Linked DNA regions of Rattus norvegicus: region 1 is linked to region 2. The links are chromatin contacts, called in public Hi-C maps. All regions are on one chromosome and are shown on one strand. The core of a region is the stretch at or near the end of the contact, and the rest is flanking DNA. Distances in the headings are between cores, read along the strand shown.

Evidence for each region. Hi-C and Micro-C count contacts between places; a contact is called where the count stands out from the background.
Region 1: a Hi-C map of frontal cortex shows a contact between it and region 2, with 4 times the contacts expected there. The contact joins two enhancer-like sites. A contact is called at or near these places in 11 of 12 Hi-C or Micro-C datasets (the A7r5 cell line, the Rat2 cell line, Schwann cells and 7 more).

What each region holds. Positions count from the first base shown.
Region 1 is chr3:67,503,698-67,510,275 of GRCr8, reverse strand. It overlaps LOC120101554 (a long non-coding RNA gene), which reads left to right and starts at 4. Exons shown (of 3, transcript XR_005502169.2): 1 at 4-2,248. LOC103691814 (a long non-coding RNA gene) reads right to left here. Exons shown (of 3, transcript XR_005502168.2): 2 at 6,479-6,578; 3 at 5,095-5,216. Within about 2 kb of position 3,480, at least 4 of the 93 cell types and tissues checked have an H3K27ac peak or open chromatin away from gene starts, as enhancers often do.
Region 2 is chr3:67,378,273-67,384,714 of GRCr8, reverse strand. The region is part of intron 23 of Dpp4 (dipeptidylpeptidase 4); the gene reads left to right. Among named protein-coding and RNA genes, the nearest start is that of Dpp4, 71 kb to the left of the region's middle. Within about 2 kb of position 2,109, at least 11 of the 93 cell types and tissues checked have an H3K27ac peak or open chromatin away from gene starts, as enhancers often do.

The sequences.
Region 1 (6,578 bases), core at 2,231-4,730, 120 kb before region 2:
CTCAGGAAGCTGTAGATTTGGTTTGGACACAGGAAAGAAATGATGCCCAGTTGATCTGAGACTCCCACAGGAACATAAGCTCTGTGTGTGTGTGTGTGTGTGTGTGTGTGTGTGTGTGTGTGTGTGTATGTGTGTGTGTGTGTTTAAGGTTCTGTCCTGTCATAAAGGAATCATCAAGCAGAATTATGATCATGGACTACAAAGAGAGAAGAAAGTGAGAACAAAGAACAATATGGACACCATGGTGGTCTTTAATGATTGGCCATGAAGAATAGAGGCGAGAGTGTGGTAAAGTATGTGAGAGAGATGTAAGAGTGCAGTCTGATAGGGCGATGTATGAATATTTGAGTAGCGATGGAAAATGAGTGAACTTATTGACTTTTGAAAGGGAAAGTAGCTCATTAGCAGAGCCAGTGGGTATTTGTTGGTTATTGGTTGACTGAATTTGCCATCGTTGGTTTAAGATGAGAGAACTGCAGGAGTCCCCTAGCTTCTGCAGACCTCATGGAAAGCACAAGTGGAGAAGGTAACGTTAAAAATAAAATGTCCTCTTCCCCTTCGAAGTGACAGCATGGAGAGATAAGAACAGCACAGAAGGGAAGCCATGTCCCTCCCTGCCTTACACATCAAACTGCACAGGTAATAAAGTCCCTACATAAGAGCAATGCAATGACAGAAATTTCCACCATGCAGAGTTCAAACCCTGCTCTGTTGATTGACTTGACTTCCCCCAGGGAAATCACAGGTTCCTGCTGAAACAGAGAATGCCTGCTTCTCCCTGCTCCTGAGATACTTTTGAGTGATCCCAGTCACTTTTCGAACAATTGTGATTTTTTTTTTTTGATGTTTGAAACATTTTCATCTGACATGTGGAACAAGTACAAGGAAGGCATTTCTAGGAAACCAGGTTTATTTCCCCAAGAGTCACATGCGTAGTGACACATCTCCCTTGACAGTGCTCGATGCTTCACAGGCTTCACAATTTTGCACTCTGTCTAGGGACACAGAAGCCAGCGACACAGCAGGCCAGCATGATACAGGGCTAGTGGCTCAAATATCAGCTTAGTGAGCACCTAATTGTGTGGCCTCGAGTCTGGAAGCCCCAGAAAAGTGACCATTCTAATCCCTCTCTTGTGCCTCTAGTGAGGCAAGATGAACCGTTCCAAGCTCGTGGAGCAATGCCTCACAGAGAACTCTTCATAGGTGAAAAACTACTAGAAGAATTACTTTTAATAATCCATAAGAAGCAGTGAGTTATTGATCTTCTGGTACACACCTGTTACTTTTGTTACAGCCTTCTATGCTGGGGAGATGAAACTAATAAACCTTCACAGCCCTAAAGGTCTATAAAATAAAACCTCTACGTTCAAGACAAGCAGACATAGCCTCTTCATACATGGACACTGTTTCTTTCTGTGCTGCTAACAGATTTTCGACACCTTGGTCCTTTCAGAGAACACTAATTTATCCCCCTTACAATTCTCCAAATCAGAAGTCAAAATCAAGCCAGACCTAGCAGTGCAATCCTGTAATAAAAAGGGAGGCTGGGGCAGGAGGATTATAAATTCAAGAACAGCATCAGCTAGAAATGAATTTGAGGCCAGGCTGGGCAACTTTGAGATCCTATCTCAAAAGGTAAGAAGATGCCTAAGGATGGATCTCAGGGAGAGCATTTGCCTAGCACACCACGGAGCCCTAATTTCAATGGCGAGTCCTGAAAGAGAGAAAAAGTAAGTCAGCTAAACTGCCCGCGCGCGCGCACACACACACACACACACACACACACACACACACACACACACCCTGGCTGAAATCTAGGTAGCAGTATGGTGCTGTTTTCCACAGCAGTTCAAAGGACTCAGTGTCTGCTTATCCAGCTGTGGAGAGGCTCCACTGCATGGTTTGTGGCCCTATCCACCTTCAAACCTATCACCCTAACATCTGTTCCCCCCTTCCTCTCTATCTCAGATCTGCCTATTTTATCGTCACATTTGTATCTACGCTGGGCTTGCCTGGATCATCCAGGATTTTCTCCTCAACTCAGACTCCTTCATCGAAATTGTGAGACCCGTTTGACTATTCACTTCCTGGTGGTCAGGACAGGACACGCACTTCTGAGAAAGGAACCAATACAAATAAGAGCGATTCCCCCATTGTAGCAGGTTGACAGTGAACAGCTCGGGATTTACTGCAGAACAAAAATCCACAGGAGGAACAAAAACAGAAAGGTTGCGGTCTAGGCAGCAAGGTAAGGGTGCTTCGCCGTCCATTGACAGCTGATCTAGACATGAGCGCAAGCGCAATTATCAGTTTTCCGCAGGGTGGTGGTATGGCAAAAAAAAAAAAAATTAAAAAAAGTAAATTACAAAAATAATAGGAGGGGGAAATAAGTCTCCTGAAAAAAATAAAGACATTGTGACTGTGTCGCTTAGGAGGGGAAACAGCATAGCTCTTAATAATTAGTTGCAAGGGTGTGAGATGTGGGCCAGGGATAATTAGCAGGGGACTCTGATCATGTGCTCCCCACATTCGCAGCGAGCTGACAAAAAGAGGAAGTGAGCCAAACTGCAGCGAGAAGCTGGTTTTTTAAAAGGGAAGTTCTTGACCATGAAGATCAGACTACCACGGGAAGCTGTGTAATCTCTATCCTTAAAGAGCTTTAAAAATAGTATAAACAGCCATCTGCACAAGATGGTTTATGCATTGACCTTCAGGAGACGGGCCCGATCATCTCATGAAGTCCCTTCCAAGTGTGGGATTCTATGATTTAATCAGTATGTGATTTTTCTCAGCTCTACATTTTGCGAGATAACCAGCAGATGGGAGCCACAAATTCCCCAACATCATACCAAAATCATGGTTCCTCACACTGGTAGGGCCCAGGCGAGCTTGCCAAATTGGCATCCATTGAAAAAATCATTGAAGGACCCACCTCAAACATTTATTTATCTCCTTGTGGGTGTCTGGACCACCCATGTCCACAAAATAGAGATAATCTTTATACCGATTGTGTGCATTCAGCTTTTGACTTAAATAAGAAGTCGCATTGAAAGTGGGAGTCTCATTTTTGAAACCTGAAACAACAGCTCTCACAAAATGAAGAAGGGATTTACAAATTCCAGCTGAAGGAGAAAGGAGGTCCCGTGTCAATTAGGTCCCGTGTCACGGAAGTGTTTTATAGAGTGCTCGAGCCTTATTTGCTTTCACTTAAATAACAGGAACTTCTCATCAGTTCTTTGGGCATGTATGTAGCGCTTACTATTGCCCACGTTCAGTACAAAGCCGCAGGGAGACAAACACCATCCATCCATCACAGAGCTAGCTTAGTCTCTCCCAAAGGAAGAGGCCATTTTTGTCACGGAGTCAGCAAAGCAGTAGCAGGATGTGGGATACATGATGGAGTGATGTCAGTAAAATAGTCCAAGTCCGAGAGACCTTAGGGGCTTAGACTTGTATCTGAAGGTCAAACCGAAGCCAGGGAGGAAAGAAAGAGAATAAAATGTTTTCTGGAACATTCGGGCTAGCCCGAATAAGTGTCGGGTAAACCCCACAAACTGGAATTTGAATACAGCTAGTGCTTAAGGTGTAGAGGGAAAGGTAAAAGGCCAGTGGGGAGAAGGAAAAGACCCAGAAGTGAGGGATGCTGAGAGGTCAAAGAGCTCTCACAGGTCATACAAAAGAATTCAGACTTGGCATGGAAGAAATAGAGCTACTGAGTGATATTTAAAAAAAAAAAAAAAAAAAGGCTGTCCCTATAGATGGTTTATTGAGTACACTTCCGAATCAAAGGATAGGAAGGCATTTGTATACGATTCACCAAATGAAGGGTCCTCGGGCAGGTACTGAGATATCAAGGAGAACTCAGGCTGAGCACAGCAACAGCCACTGGGTAGGACACATCAGGATACCCTCCCTTTACCTCCGATCCCTGCTCCTTAGACTTCAGCCCCTTGCCCCCACTTATTATTCAGACCCTCAGGTTTACATTCTTGGCCACCTGAAGCTTCTACATCTTGAGCTTTCACTCACGATGAGCTGGGAACACACTGGTCCCATTATCTCACTGGCAGACCCAAAGTCCAGTGAAGGGGACTAACGCTGTGACGTCCACGGAGCCTTTATCGGCGAGAAGACATACATTATAGCAGGGAACTACTGCTGCAGGCGCGTAATGGACAGGGTGGACTTGTTCACTGAAACCGAAGGGCTGCTTTGTAGATTTTCTCCCGTGTGAATGTAGGACCTTTGGTTTTGTTTGATGGGGCAGATGCAGACAGAGGATCAATGTGGAGATGGGCAGTGTGTGGCGACGGTCAAAGGTGTGTAACTCCTCCCTGGAGACTAGGAGAAAAGACGCAGTCTGCGGTCATCCCAGGAACTACTTGGCCACACTAGCAACAGCTGAGGGCAAGCGGCAAGCCTCCCGCACCTCAAGCCAAAGAACAGGTTTCTCCAATTGTGTTCTTTATTCAGAATTTATAACGGCTGGCAGGTTCTGCTCCCATATATGAATTTTCAATCAGCGTGCTTTTATTCAAATTGTTCTTTTGTTTCATTGTGTTACTAAAAAAAAGTATGACAGGTTGGCATGCTTGTTTATGTAAATGTCTGGAACTGTAATTTCTTGAACGCTAACTACAGATAATTACACAGACCACCTTAATCTCTGAGGACCTAACAATCACCTTAACAGCACTGAAATTAGACTTTTCCTAAATTAGTACTGAAGAAGTACGTACGAAATATTTTATTAATAAATAATTTACCTACCTCGAATCTTTGAAGAAATTTATTTTTTGCGAATGGAAACGAAAAAGAACAGTATGTATGCAGTTATATTGATAACCACTAGATGGCACCATACATCTTTTCTTCCAATTTTCTCTTCAAAACTAGCTGTTTTAGAAAAAAAAATGTGTTCTTTCGGGTTAAAAAAAAAAGGGAAGAAAGAAAAGGAAAAGAAAAAACGAAAGAAGCCAAGGTATTTTTTTTGCAACGCGTATTGAACATTTATTAGTGTCGCTGCATATTGGTGAAGGTGTCTATACTTAAACACCACTTTCAGGTATGCAAGGCTATATTTCCCAGGAGATATTTTTATTTCTCGATCTTTATTATCAAACCATACTATTTTTTCTTGTTTTCCAGTACATTTTGATATTGTTGTAATCATTATTTCCCTTCAATGATGTCTTCATTTCCATAATCTTCCTGACCTATAATTTTCCCAAACAAAATGCAACTTCATTTAATTATGTTAAAAAGGAGAACACGAATTTTATTTAAATTCTCAATAAATTTTAACAATAACAGCAATAATAAAAGTACATGCAATTTTGGAGGAAGCTACATCTTCATTATATTTTTGTCAGTAATAAAATGAACACTTTTGAATCAGTGATATACATATTTTTGCAGCAGTGAACGTGTGTGTAAACTAAATTAATATTTTGGGAAGGTTGTACTCAAAGATTCATTGTAAAAACTAATAATGTGGGATGAGTGCTCATGTAAAATAGCATAAGTTTTCATTTATTTGTATAACTCAAAGGCAATATTTTATTCCATGTACATAATGATGACCACTGATTACCAAAACAGGAAACAATTATTAAAAGGGGTTAAGAACTACAGCAGGGGGATTGGGGATTTGGCTCAGTGGTAGAGCACTTGTCTAGCAAGCGCAAGACCCTGGGTTCGGTCCCCAGCTCCGAAAAAAGAAGAAAAAAAAAGAACTACAGCAGGCATAAAGTAATACCTTTAACAATAATCATAACTTTGTTTAAAAGAGAAAGAAAATGTATATGCTAGTCATTTTCTCTGGGAAATAAAATTCATGTTTTTAAGACTTCAGAATTCTCTAATTTTCTATAGTGATGTATATATATATGTGTGTGTGTGTATATATATATATATATATATATATATATATATATATATATATATATAGTGTACATACTAAAGGAAAGAAATAAACTTCAGATACTTCGTGGAGATTGCAAAAATACACTACTTTCTAATAGAGTCTCACTTATTGGTCAAATTTTCAGAATAATTACTTATTAAGTGAATGTTCTTCCCGATGCCCGAGGCTAGGAAAGCTGCCGAGAAAAAACGGGTCTCTTTGACAACTTTCCTACACACATTCCAGCCACTGCCCTGGGGGGGGTGAACATGCAGGTCACAGTCTGAAAAGCCTCTGCAGGACTCTGTGTCCTCCTCTGTCTGACCTTTCAGCCCCTCCCTGTGAGCGCCCGCATCTTCAACAAGTGGCAAAAGTCAGAGGTTCTTAAACGGTTTTGATGTCAGGAACAACCTGTGCTCTCTTAAATGCTGGCACTGTATTTGTATGGGCAATATATGTTCGTGCTTTAGCATATTCTAAATGAAAACAAATGAATAACTGTTTATTTACTTTATGTTAGAAGAATTCTCCCGCTATAGGTTAACATAAATAATAATTTTATGGGAAAAATACCTTTCACAAAAACAGAGAAAATACAGAAAGACAATGGCCTGTTTTACAGCCCCTGGCATCTCTGATTTCTTCCTGCCTGGGAAGTAGATGGATTTCTGCA
Region 2 (6,442 bases), core at 860-3,359:
GTACTTGCCATCGCCAGTGTGGAGGCCACGGCTAAGCCAGAATACAATCTGCACCCTCCCGATGCAGCTGCATGAACCAGCACCACGTTGACATTTTCAAAACTTTCCTGGGTCTGTTGGCACTATTAGTTGAGGAAAAAAAAAACTTGTAAACTAAATTAAAGCTTTTCGATAACAAGTAAAAATCATCTCTGACATTTCCGTTCTCCAACAATGTCCAAAAACCCTCCGAGGGAGAATGAATTAAAAAGAGAGAAAAACAGGAATAATGTCAACACGGAATTTTCTCTGTTGTGACTCTTAATACCTAGGCCTACGAGTAATATTCCTCCGAGCAGTATATATATACATTTTTGTAAGATTCTGTCATTACTACAATGGAATCTGAAACTATCTGATCAAAACACAGTGAGTTCAAAGTTTTGACTTTGCAAGGTGTGTGTGTGTGTGTGTGTGTGTGTGTGTGTGTGTGTGTGTGTCTGTATGTGTAATTTTACTTTTACTTGCTACTTTCAACTAAATTAGCAAGCTTGTATGTGCAGGGGGCATGATGTATTAGTACTCGCGTGTTTTTATATGTTTCTGAGACATGATAGAAAAGTAACAACTCACAAATTAAGAGGACACACAGGCATCTTTACCTACAAAGCAGTCTCATAATCAGGCTATTCCTATTTCTGTCAGAATCTCCTCTAATGCTGTACACTCCCATCCTCTCACTCTTTCTATTCCACATCCCATAATGTGCTGTAGGCATTGTCTCATCATAACTGCAATCTCCTGGCAAATGACCTAGCTCCCCGAATAACAGTAACCCAGTTTGTAAACTCTTCTGTTTTCCCACAATACAGTCCATTTCACACCTTGTTAGGACCTTAACTATACACACACACATACACACACACACACACACACACACACACATGCACGCAGACACATAGACAGACACACACAGACACACTCACATACATAGACACACAGACAGAAAAACACACTCACATACATAGACACACAGACACATGCACACATACATACTCAGACACACAGAAAGACACACAGACACACATACACACATACACACATACAGAAACACACACATAGACACACACATATGTACACATACACAGACAGACAAACAGACGTACACACACACACACACACACACACACACACACACACACAGTTTTAATACTACTTTCTTTTGTACTTGACCTGGTTTAGATGTCAGATTCTGTACTTTTGTAGCTGCCATTTCTGACATTGCTATGGGATTATACCTGGCTTGTCATCTGTCTCCGCTCCCATATATTAGGATGCTCCCACTGTCCTCTTTCTGAAGAGGTCTGTCTCTCTCTCTCTCTCTCTCTCTCTCTCTCTTTCCACTGTTATTTTCCTCAGATGACTCTTAACTCTCATTTTATCTACCTTGAGTTAGTAATTACTCTGCGCCAGATTGCCCACCCCCACACTGTTATTCAACATTTCACTCATTGGATGTCCTTCTGTAAAGCATCTTATCTTGCAACTTATCTTGACTTGATTATCTTTTTTTAAAAAAAAAGCTTTTAAGGTAAATACTGTGATACAAATTTTACTTCTCCTTTTCTTTGTACTTTTCTCATTTTGATGCTCGATATTTTTTTTTCTTCTTAATTATCCAACCTGAAAGATAGTTTTCTTGGCTATGCCCAAGCAGGGAAAACCCCTGTCAACTCAGAGATACACTGCCTAGTATTCCAAGGCCGCCTCTGGAGAATGGTGAAGGAGACCCCAAAGCCCAATCTGAAGAACCCATGAGGCTAGAGGGGCAGACTCATGTCCAAACCCTAAGAACAAAATTCGTCAGGACGCTTGCCTCACTTACTCAGAACACATCCCATCATTTCTGTTCTCTGAGCTGTCTCTCTCTATAATGCTATAGGGCAGCAGTTGGAATCTACCATTTCACAGTTCCTTTTCCAGCCTTTTCTATAGGCTCCTTTTTCTGACACCGATCCCCAAGCTCTACCCCCCACAGTGGTGGCCATTCTCGTCTCTCCCCTTAGGTGTTCCCTGTATGAGGTAGTCATGTAAATAGAAGTCACTTTCTCCTGCCAATGGCAACACACGCACACTGGGTGCACAAAGTCACTCTTTCTCTTCGCTGCACAGATGGCTCCCGAGGACTGTTTAATCCTTCCACGCCAGGAGTCGGGTTTTCTTGGCATGAAATTGATTGCTGGCAATGGACACATTAAAACTGCCAGTACCAGGGAGCTAAAGGTTCCCAACGTGTTACTCAGAGGAATTATCTGGGAGGGTGATAGCTAAGGTGGGCAGGGAAAGTGAGGTAAACGCATTAAGGGAATTGTCTCCACCTAGCTCTGCTCCCGTGGTTGCTTCCTCTGAGCATGGAGGACTGAATCTGTGTGGGGATCTGAATCTGAGTGGAGCACTGAATCTAAGTGCCTATTTTTGGTGCACAGCAGGCTTTAGAATAAAGCTGCCCTCCTTTGTTTTTTAAATGAGCCTGTGCTTTTGTCTCTGGCAAGAATATATTCAAACATTCTATTTTCCTCCAAGGCCCCAGCTGCCCCTCTGGACTGCCATCTCCTACTTCTTTTCTCTCCCAGGTTTGCATTCTCTCTCTCTCTCTCTCTCTCTCTCTCTCTCTCTCTCTCTCTCTCATCCTGCCCTATCCCTTGATAAGGCAGAGAGCTAATTCAACAGTTCCTGAAAGGTTTCTGTCACTCTGTGCACTTCCGTGGATCGAGAAAATATTTTGAAAAAAAAAATCCCATTTAGTCAGGACTCTCTTAGCACATCCAGAGTTAGGAATGCACAAAATGTTCGGTTGTGCAATAAGTAAGCTTATATTCTTAGCTAAGAAGCCATTGACACATAGAACTATAGAGTTTGGAAGAGAATGTAATTTTTCAGTACAACCTGATGAGAGGATTCAATACCAGGGGATAAATGACCCAGACTTTAAAGGAATCCAAATCTCCAAGAGAACATACCTGTAAGCTCAGGCCCTTTTACTACTGAGGAAAGGGATGCCACCAGGTGAATCGCCAGTGTGTGCCATGCTTAAAGCTGGTCCGCCATTTGTGAAGGTGTACATCTGTATGGTTGACTTCCCAGCAGTGGGGATGTTATTTCCTATACTTTAAAAGCAGCTATGAAGATTTGGAGATCCTGAGGCATAGGCTTAGACCCACAGACTTAAAATGACCCTTGCAGTGACCCCCATAAGATTTTTTGAAAATCACCACCCACTATGGACAAATGACAGGGCAGAAACTCTTTTAAAGACTCCAATGACCCCAAAGAGGAACCTTCCCCAACAAGGACCTGGCCCCAGAGAGGTGACAAGTGTGAGCTACTCAGCAGTGTAGTTCTGTAGACAGATCTTCTCTATGGGCAGGCTCCATGCATAACAGACAGAAGTGGCAACCGATTTAAGCAAAGACATGGGACAACCAAGGAGGCAACTCTGCAATCAGGAGCCACAGCATGCAGCAGAGCAGCCACACCTCAAGGAGTGGGATCCTGACCAACGGGTGAACACTGTCTCAAAGGCCATCTGCAACCAGAACTTCAAGACACTAACACATCAGAGACTTGTGTGTCATTCACTTATCCAAAGTGTCTGGCATTTGATTTGTTCAAAAGTTTATTCCTTACGGACAAGAAAGAAAGTAAAAACACTGGAGAAATAAATTTTTCAAATGGTAACAGTTCATGAACTTGAACATCACACAGTATCCAATCTGTATGGAAAAGACCAGACACTTCCAAATTGTGACCATACAGCCTGGTGGTCTATGTCAGAAGCCTGAAGGAAGTTCAGGGAAAAGGAGGAGCCAAAAATATAGGATTCTAACTCCCTGCCCCCACCCAGATGCACTCACCCATTCATTTATTGTGTTGGTATGACTAGATGGCATCCTTAGAACTTTAGAGGAATTATCAGTTTTAAGTCTCCCTGATTCCCACCATTTTATTGACAGGGAAACTGAGGCACTAAAATATCAAGTAACATATGGATGTTGAGGGTTTATAAAGGAAGAGGACACTGCATGAGCCAGGAATGAAGAAGAAGGACAGAGAGGAAGGGGGGAAGATACAAGGAAGATCAGAGAGATTCCCAACAGGTTACAAGGAGGGGGAGGGAGCATCAGGGGAGAGAGACAGTGACAGAGAGAAGGGTTTTCTGGGGATCTCTGAGAGTGATCTATTGAACTGAGGGATAGCTTTGGGAAGAGCAGAACAAATGGTGACCAACGGTTATGACAGGGCGTAGACTGGAGAAGGGATTGTCTTGTGAATAAGCAGAGAAGTAGGAGATGGAGGGCAGGAGGAGCGGGGCCCCAGTCCTGAGCCTTGCTGCCAAGAGGAGAGGGCAGCCTGGAACACACAGAAGGGCTGATTTAACTTGTAGAGGAGATTTATTTTGCATTTTGCTCAAAATTTGATAGGCTTTTGGCAAGTGTGTGAAACAGTCATGGATTTGGCAGTCTTCTGCTAGCAGATTTGAAACGCTCAATCCTTAAGAACTGCTGCATCGTTAGGTTATGCAAAACAGGGTGCAATTTTGTAAATATGCCATCTTGCACTGATTTGACATTTGTTCTATTATCCCAGAATATGCCAAAGGGAGAGAGACCTTCAGATTTAAGCCAAACCTTAACTTGTTTGTGGAGTGCTGATAAAATGTTGACTGCTGTGTGATCTTTAAAGCAGCCAGTGTTGCTTGTGAGGCCTGAGGTAGAACCCCCTGTCTGGGGCGGATGGGAGCTCTTTCCTTGGCAGCTCATGGGTGCAGTTGTTGGGTAGATGTAAACAAGTGAAACATCTTATTTAGTGGGTTGGATTCAGTTTCTCTTAAATGTTTTCTGTGCCCTCTGCTTGGTATTAGTGATGATTCTCCAAATGGCACCTTTTAATATTAATTCAAGCAGCATCGATTTCAGGAGAAGAATCCATAGAGTGAAGTGGTGAGCCCGAGGGTATAGCTTACTGAGTTGTTGAGCTGTTATCGCTGGGACCCAGGGGTTGTTTGGTCCTCTATGGGAGCCTGCGGGTGATAATGAGTAGTTTGACTGTGATATCAATTAACTATATAATATATTGTTCAGGAACTCGGGCTTTGGAGTTCAAAGAACCTGCATTGAAAGTTTGCTTCCATTAGTTCTAGATGTTTGAACTTGAGGAGGTCACGATCCTTCCCTGAACCTTAATTTCTTCCTCTACACAATGGGAGTAACCAGATACGCCTCCTAGAGTCACAGAAGTGATTAGAGGAGACCCCCCACACCTGCCATGATGTAAGCTTCAAAAGCATGGCAGCTGCCATCATTCTTATCTTCAGGGAGCAAATTGTCCTTCTGGTTCGTGGATGGCACAAAGGGTAGCGTGAAAATTGTCACACCTCCTGTTTCTCACAGCATTTCCCTACTCTCATCAGCTCCTTCCTTTTATTTCAAAAAATACAAAGATCTATTTGTTGGAAGGTAGCTGAGGAACCAGCATGATCCAACAAGCAGCTACAGATGGTTCTTCTTGGGGATTGAAGGAAAAAGCTCCTCACAGAGATGCTGTGGAATCGGCATTGCCGCTGGACCAATCCTTTCTACTTCTCTCTGCCAGACTGTTGCTGGCAGCGGGGCTCTCCGGAAGTTTCTAGCCTCAGGAGAGTGCCAACTGCACCACCATTGCATCCTTGCCCATTTATCACTCCGAGCTTCCGTTTTTGTCATTGGTGATAGACTTATTCGGCTTGTAACTTAGTCATCCATTTCCTTTTTTCATTCCCGTTTCCATGGATAGGCAATGGGGGAACATCCAATTTGGGTGCGTGGATATAGTACAATTAATATCTTCCCGACCGCTAATCATATATTGGAGAAATGCATGCATCGCCAACATATGCTTGCATATGTCCTCCACAGCATGAAGTGTGCCATACAGCAGGCATTAGAGTCTTACCAGAGAAGCCCAGGATGCGTAGTCCAGTAATGAACCACACCCCGGCCGTTCCGGAGGCAAAGCGGCGTCTTTGCATTTGGGGATGGAGGGTTGTTTCCGGCACGGAGAGCTCCTAAGAGGGTGTGCTTTTGGCAGCTGCCTGTCTCTCTCACTGGAAAGTCCCCTGGGAGGCTTCTCCCAATGAGCAGGGGAACGTGCACTGAAATGGCACACTTATCTTGCAACTGCAGGGGAAGCTTTTGTTTTATTTTTCTCTTGCTGCATTAAAGTATTTGTCTTTCTTTCTTTGTAGTGTAATATTGTTAATGTAAAACAATTTGCATCATGACACTTTTATCACAGTTTTCGTCTTTTTCTCAGTATGTTGCGTTTCTCACCATGTCTAGTTCATCACAGCTACAGTGTGTACATCACAACATTTATCTTAGGCTCAGGGTTTTACTTGTTTATAAAAATTGTCTTCTTTCAGCCT